Linked DNA regions of Mus musculus: region 1 is linked to region 2. A link is a contact called in public HiChIP or PLAC-seq data. All regions are on one chromosome and are shown on one strand. Each heading gives the region's core, a stretch centred on a gene start, on an enhancer-like site or on the middle of the called end of the contact. The rest is flanking DNA. Distances are from core to core; before and after follow the strand shown. Region 1 overlaps 0610040J01Rik (RIKEN cDNA 0610040J01 gene). Region 2 holds the start of 0610040J01Rik (RIKEN cDNA 0610040J01 gene).

Region 1 (3,708 bases), core at 198-2,697, 47 kb before region 2:
CTAGATTTCTCCCTTCTGAAAGGGTGAAATCCAACCTGCATTTGTGCCACCTACGTAATTTGAAACCCCAGACCTGTTTTCACCACAGACTCATAGCTTTCGAGATTTGCCTCAGGATGTATTATATATCATTCGATTTGCCCCCATTTGACTCAGAGACGACTCTGGACTTTTGAGTTGATGCAGGAGCCAGTTAAGGCTTACAGCCATAAGAGATGGATGAAGATATTTTGCATGTGAGAAGGATATGCATGTTAGGGCCACAGGCAGAAGCCCGTGGCCTGAATCTGTGTCTCCTTGGAAATTCATGCTGACACTTAGCTGTCATTCTAACACTTGGGACTTGCAGCCCTAAAGATTTGATCGATGAGTGCTCTGTCCTTATGGATTGGATTTCAGTGTTAAAAGGGTGACTGACTTTCACAGCCCTGTGTCGTCTTTGCCTTTCTTTGTCAAGAGATGGGAGGGAAAGATCTTCCTGTCAATGCCAGATATAAGCTTCTTGATATTAGACTTTCTGCATAGCAAACTGTGGGTCAGTAAGTTTGAATTGATTCTAAGTTAGCCCATCTCAGGTGTTCTCTCAGCACTGAACACTGCTGTCTGCTCTAACTCGATCATCTCATCAGTAGGTCCTCAGCTCTGATGGGATACCCGATGGGCCTGCATCTCTCAAGCCTTCACTGTCAGTAGATATGGCTCAACACCACATCTTCTTCAAGATCCTATCCTTCTCCTGTCTCCATGTCTTCCGGCCCTACCTCTACACTAAGACTGAATAAAGTTAAGCTATGCACTCAGTATCTAAATGTAATAACTTGTTCTTGATCCTCTCTGAATTTTTACATCCTGCATATTTGTGATCCCTTCATGCCTATAGTTCAATATTAACACCCAGTGTAGCTGTACTTAGAGGTGTACCTTTAATCGAGGTAACTGAGGTTAATGGAGGTCATAAGGACGAGGCCCTTACCTAATAGCATTAGTGTCTTATAAACCCATTATCCTTGAACCAAGGAGAGGCCATATGAAGACAAGCAAAGATGAGCCATCTGAAGGCTAGGGAAAAAGACTTCCTCAGAGACTAAAACGTACTGGAACTGTGATCTTGGACTTCCCAGCTTCTGGAAATATAAGAAAATACCTTTCTGTACTTTAAGTCACGCAATCCTTGGTTTTTGGTTAAGGTGGCCCAAGAAGGCTCCTTGATATCTTTTAACAACTGAGAGGAGCCAAGCAGAGGTAGATTGGAAGTTCTGCCCAGTTTTGAAGTCAGGCGTTAGCACTGACAAGTCCACTGTAGCCCCAAAGGGTCTTAATCTCATGGCATCTCTGTATGATAATCCAAAGGTCCCCACTCAATACTCCGCACTCATCAACATCTCAGACCATTCTAGAGCATCCCATCGGGACAGCCTTCCGGAAGTTGCCCACACTGCTTCCTGACATGTGTTCTTTCACTTCCTCATCTGCTTCCTCCTCTAAATAAAACTCTGGCTTGCTGACCCTCGGCCTGTGTCTATCAGAACTTTTACTAATGAGACCGAGGACCTGGGTAGAGAAGGGTCCGACTTCCCTACTTCTTCTGCAGTAGGAGGGGACTTGAATTTTAGTGTCTTCATGACGGGAAAACAGGAGTAGTATTCAATGCTATGTCCCAATCAAACTATAAATGTATGGGTTTACCTCACACTACAGAGAATTCTCTTCCTCAAAATGCTATTTGCACCCTACTGAGGAAACAGCAGAAAAACAGTGTCTGGGAGATAATAAATGTAGTATTCACTTTACTCATTCCCGCAAGTGAATTATTATTTTGTGACAATAATTTTTAAAGTAATTTTCCAGTGAAGCTTGAAAATTACCACAAATTAGAATAAACAGTTATGTATTCTTGGACGAGGGTGTATATTGACAAATATCATCCTTATTTACTTATTTATTTTTCTTATTTTTGTGTGTATTGGTAGGACACCAAGTAAATGCAGTGGACTGAACATGTTAATCGGACATTTTTTTCCTTTACTATAAGTAGCTTAGGGAAACCATTAAAAGAAGGAAGGGCTCATTTTCACTCATGGTAGCAGAGACTTCCAGTCAGGGCTGCTTGGCTCTATTGTTCTGCACGTGTAGTGAGGCAGACATCAGGGAGGACAAAGTTGCTCCTGAGATGGCAGACAAGAAGCAAAAGAACCATGAAGGGGTGGGGACAGGTAGGTTTCCAGGATGAGACAGTGACTTCCTTCCTTCTACTGTGCCTTCAATTTTCAAGTTTTCCACTCACTCCCGATGTACTATCATACAATAAATCCATCACAGCATTCATTCATTCATTCATTCATTCATTCATTCATTCATTCTCATTCCTTAGGTTCCCCAGTATGCAGACAAGTTTTTTTTTTTTTTGACACTTTAACAATATGAGATTTATTGACTACCAGTTACACATTGGGAAGCTATTTTACAATCTTTAAGGTAAGGTTTGTTTGTTTGTTTGTTTTTTCCTTCAGTAAATCCATCTAACAGATGCAGAGCTGGAGCTGGAGAGAGGAAATGCTATCCTCCCTTCAATGGTCAAGGCACCAGGTCTACTTATATTAGCCCAACCACAAACACAGATACTGGACTGTGGTATTATTTCATGACATCTCTAGCTTCATTAAGTAAATGAAATTCTTCAGTCCCAATATAATATTTGGAGCAACTGTAATACATATGGCTGATCATGGACTCAGATGTCAGTAAAAGGCACATGGCAGAGTTTGGACTCAATTCATTCCTACTACAGTGGACGTCTCTAAACTAGCTGTCCTTCTCCTGCATGTTTTATCTCAGGATTGAGGGGATCCACAGTGCAGACAAGTTTTTATGAGCTGATCCTGTAGCTTGGGACAAACATTTTGAGGGATACTTCATATCTAAATGATGTCTGTCTGTCTGTCTGTCGGTCTGTCTGTCTCTTTCTCAATAAAACAGGGGAAGGTGACAGCAGTATTTTTGGAAGATAGAGGCAGGTAGGTAAATGGTGCTCACTTAGTGGACCTTAGCAGAGTGAACTAGATGAAGGAAGGGGTACTACAGAGATCCTCAAATGGCTTGCACTTGCTTCAGGTGGTGGGCCCAAATGCAGAGGATTGATCTGTGTCTAAGCGCAGTAGACAAATTTCTGTTTCCCTTCCTGTAAGCCACTGGTGGCTATACTTCCTCCAATCTAGAAGTTGCCTGGAAGATTATCTTAAAGTAAGAGCTAATGCAGAAGGCCTCTGAAGTGGGGCCTTCTCTACCAGCAATATTGAAGGTCGGATACCATGTTCTGTTACCTGGAAAAAAAAAACTTTATTTAGTGATTGTGTGTGTGTGTGTGTGTGTGTGTGTGTGTGTACTGAGGATTGAACCTAGGGCCTAGTACATGCCAGGTAATGTCTACCTTGGGACTTTAGTCCTAGACTCCCATTCACTCAAATATATATATATAAAGATAGTGTGTCACTAAGTTGCCCAGGACTGTCCGTGAACTCACTTTATAACCTAGACCAGCTTTAAGTGCACCATTCTCTGCCTCAGCATCAGGAGGGAAACAATCTGAAAACAGAAAAAGTTTACTCTGGCTCCTGGTTTAAGCTCATAGGTGGGTGGTTCCATTGCTTTGGGTTTAAGACGAGGCTGGATCTAACAGCACCAGGAATGTTTGATAGGAAGGAAGGATGC
Region 2 (3,672 bases), core at 920-3,419:
CTTGACAGCGTTCTTTTCTGAATTATCAAGGGGGTTTATCTGCAACCAAACAATCACTCTAATGATCAAATTTAGAAATGAGACAGGTTCTTTAAGCAAGAACCCAAACGAGCCCAATCAGGGTCCCTGGGAAATTGTAGAAGTGGGTCCATGTAAGACACTGTCTAGGGAGGGAAAACTAGCTCTAAGGAGGCTAGTACTCAGTCACGCAAAAAGCCGGAGTCCTTTCTAAGAAACATGGGCAGTGGGCTACTGGGCACCTCCACCAGTGACAGGAAGAGGTCAGGGCTTGCTTTGCCCTTGGGCTGAGACTGGCTCCTGGTCCCAGCATTGAGAACACAGGTTTCAGGTTCTGAGAAGTGCTGGGTCAGAAGTTAGGGAATCTTTCCATTTTTAGGAAAGAGAATGTGCTGAGACAGTAAGCAAGGGTTTTGTTTTGTTTTGTTTTGTTGTTTGTTCGTTTGTTTCATCTTAAATTCCAGGTCTGCAAAATTTCTTTGGAATATAGTGAACATGAACCACATTTATCTTTAGAAATTACTAGGTATCAAAACCTTCCTGGGTAATGAGTCCCCAGGGGGCATGAAATAAACATTGATTGTAGAAGAAGTGAAGGAGCAGGATCAAAAGATGGGCAAGAGTTGGTGAGCAGGAGAAATGAACCACACATCACCTTCCTGTGTCTGCCTGTCACCTCTGAATCTCCCACTGAGCCTTGGAGCTGGCTGTTTACTGATTCTTCATACTTCCCAGAAACACTAACAACCCAGAACTCTCCTAAAGGACCGAGGCTCCATATTGTTGTTGTGGAGACCTGTCCTAGGACAAGGATTTTTACCAAAGAGGCTAGCAAGGTGTTTCAGAGGCACTGGTGCTTAGATGAGGAGAGCTACCATCTCCTCTTTACAGTAGTAACTGGAAACATATATGGGAGATACTATTATTTCTTCCTAAAAATAGTATCAACTAGACAAGTATAAGGGAAATACTATTGTATCCTCCTTAAGATAGTATTAACTGGAAAATTATGTGGGAGGAAACAACTTCAACAAATACAGAACCAACTGCCTTTAAAAAATAACCACTACTCCCACTTCTTTTCCATTCACGGTTCCAAGACTTTCTTTTCTCCAGCGATATTCTTCACCATAGCTGAGTTACAGCCACCCAAGGCAATCAGCCACAGGCCACAACCAACAAACACTCTCGCAGAAACCAGCACAGAAGTGACTCCTGGAACACCCACTTCCTCTACATTCATCGCGCAAATGTCTATACCAGGATGGAAAAGTAGACATTCAGAGTCGATGGAGATGGAATTATTTTGTTTTGCATTTAAGGTTAATTATGGTTCTGGGAGTGGGTAAAAGTCCCCCTGATATCTGCCTGGTATTACTGGAAAATTCTGCATTGGTGATATATATATATATATATAATCTCACCTCATCAGGGCTGTCCAGGCTACAAAGACCCAGGCGATTGACCTGGTAGATATTTGTCTATTAAATATTTACAGCCTGCGACCATTTAGCTCTCTCTCTTTGGCGCCCACTTTCCTAGTCCCAGGCTCTTGCGGAACACCACAGCGTCGTTGTCCCTTCATGCACCCTCACCATCGCCATAGACCCAACCCCAGAACCCAAGGACATTTCAAAGAAGGGCGGGGGCGATCAAATTCCTTTCCCGTTTTAATCAATAAAACCCCCCTAGAAGCGTAAATATGGTGACCCCGGGACACAGGGAGATGGGAAGATCTCTTACAATTTGTCCAGGTTTAAGTTCCCAGGAACAGCAGAGAGCTCAGGAATTGGGAGTTTAAAAATAAACCATTTTACCCAACCAGCACCAGCGCCTTTAGTTTGGAAACCTGTTTCTTGTCGCCACTCTTAGCATGCCTAGGTTGAATTCCGTGACTTCTCCTGAAGTCATCAAATCATCCATTGCCTTGCCTCATAGTTCCTCCTCGCGTCCCCTTGAGAGAAGGGGAGCCCAGAAGCAAAGTCGGGACTCCCGCCCAGGACCAGCCCTCTTCCCGGAGGAGCCCGGCGCAGTCCCGGACCGTACTTACCTGCGGCGGGGCGGCGGCTCCAGAGTCGCGGCGCCCATGGCTTCGTGGGCCTCGGGCGTCCGCGCTGGGACACGCGAGTGGGTCAGCGACGCCCGGAGCCTGTCGCGCTGCAGCCTCAGCCCGGGCTGCGGTCATTGGGCCGCCGCGTCACGTGGACGGGGAGCGGGCGAGCCTCCCAGGCAAGGGTAACCCTTTACCTGCGCCTTGGCCCGCGTGCGCAGGCGACAGGGACAAGGGGACGTCCGGTGATCTATGTTTGAGTGAGTGGTCAGCGAGCCAGCCCGCATTAGTTGCTAGATCGAGCGCACATTGCTTGTCGCCCGCCCGATGGCTAGACAATCTGCTCAGACGCTGCAGTGACGGTCGTTCCTAGGGGCTACAAACTTGCCTGTGCCCCAAAGGCTATTAGTGGGACACGTGAAAGAACCCCGGTTTCAGACCCCTTCCCTTGGAGTGTCAGGATATGGGACACTTCACCCAACACACTTTACCTACGAAGGGTAGAGAACCGGTGCTTTAATCTTGAAATTCGGTTTAAGATTTCGGTCTTCGGTCCACCTGGCCCAGAAGCTGTGGAGAGCTGGCATTTCCAGAAGCCAGGAAAATGTGTTGAGCAATTGCGCCATCTAGCTTCCTCTCTTTCCTCTCCATGCTCAAGGCTCGCAGTGAGAGGATTAAAAGGCAATGCGGGGAGAAGCAACTGAGAGAACTTCCCAAAGACCTAATTTTCTCCAGCGAGTTTTGAGTTGGACATCCCCGCTGTCTTCACAGGCATTTGCCACGCTCTATGGGAGAACACTCAGTGGTTTTTTTGTCCTTTTTAGTGCTAAAATACCTTTGTGCTTTCAAATGTCGATTTACGAGGGAAATCATACGTTGTTGAATGTCATTTATTGATTTGAAGAAAAAAATTTCTTGTTAGAATAAATGATGCTCAGGTTCAATTTCCAGCCTTGTCAGAAATTCCATGGGATACTGGTCCATTTATATATGAATTAGGTTTTTCGGATCAAAAAGAGACTTTGGAATTTGTTTTGGGTTTTTAGAGTCAGTGGGGAGAAACTTTGAGGTTCAACTCAGTAGTAGTAAAGAGAGGAAGGTAAGAAACTTGATAATGCCTTTAGTTTTCTTTTAACTCTTGGGTATTTAAAGTTCTTTTAAAGTAATTGTTTTGTTGAGAACTACATACACAATTGCATCTGATTGTTGTTTACAATATCACCAAAGCTTTCCAATGCTGCCTGCCATGTTTAAAGATATTTTGGGGTGGGGGGAGGTATATATGGGAATTCTCAGATCAACGGTGTGTGTGTGTGTGTGTGTGTGTGTGTGTGTGTGTGTGTGTGTGTGTATGTGTGTGTGTGAAGGTATCTGGAGAGGTTCTCCAAGGTCGTGTTCACTCACCTGGGAATTCCCGAGCGGCACTAGTCCTTGGCTATTTCCTGCTCCAGCCACAAGGGTACCCCTTGCACGGGTACACAGGGAACTTATTTTCTCCCTATTTTGCTGCTGAGTCTGGAATTCTAGAATGCAAGAGCTATTTCATTTACTTCCGTGTTCTTGGTGGAATGTGTGACTGGGTAAATGCTTGCTGACTGAATTCA

The links. HiChIP or PLAC-seq counts read pairs in DNA pulled down with a chosen protein or histone mark.
Region 1: an H3K27ac HiChIP or PLAC-seq map of microglia shows a contact between it and region 2, with 4 times the contacts expected there. The contact joins the enhancer-like site here to the promoter of 0610040J01Rik in region 2. A contact is called at or near these places in 7 of 39 promoter capture datasets (the C10 cell line, embryonic stem cells, liver and 2 more), 1 of 15 datasets of contacts at CTCF or cohesin (large pre-B cells), 31 of 484 Hi-C or Micro-C datasets (B cells, Sertoli cells, bone marrow-derived macrophages and 18 more), 9 of 115 datasets of contacts at active chromatin or transcription factors (bone marrow-derived dendritic cells, embryonic stem cells, fetal liver and 5 more) and 5 of 9 other capture datasets (adipose tissue, embryonic stem cells, liver and 2 more).

Annotation. Positions count from the first base shown.
Region 1 is chr5:63,856,835-63,860,542 of GRCm38.p6, reverse strand. All of the region lies in intron 1 of 0610040J01Rik (RIKEN cDNA 0610040J01 gene), which reads right to left. Among named protein-coding and RNA genes, the nearest start is that of 0610040J01Rik, 46 kb to the right of the region's middle. Within about 2 kb of position 1,447, at least 8 of the 459 cell types and tissues checked have an H3K27ac peak or open chromatin away from gene starts, as enhancers often do. A contact at or near this core is called in B cells, microglia and pro-B cells, where this site is marked.
Region 2 is chr5:63,810,992-63,814,663 of GRCm38.p6, reverse strand. It overlaps 0610040J01Rik (RIKEN cDNA 0610040J01 gene), which reads right to left and starts at 2,169. Exons shown (of 4, transcript NM_029554.4): 1 at 2,069-2,169.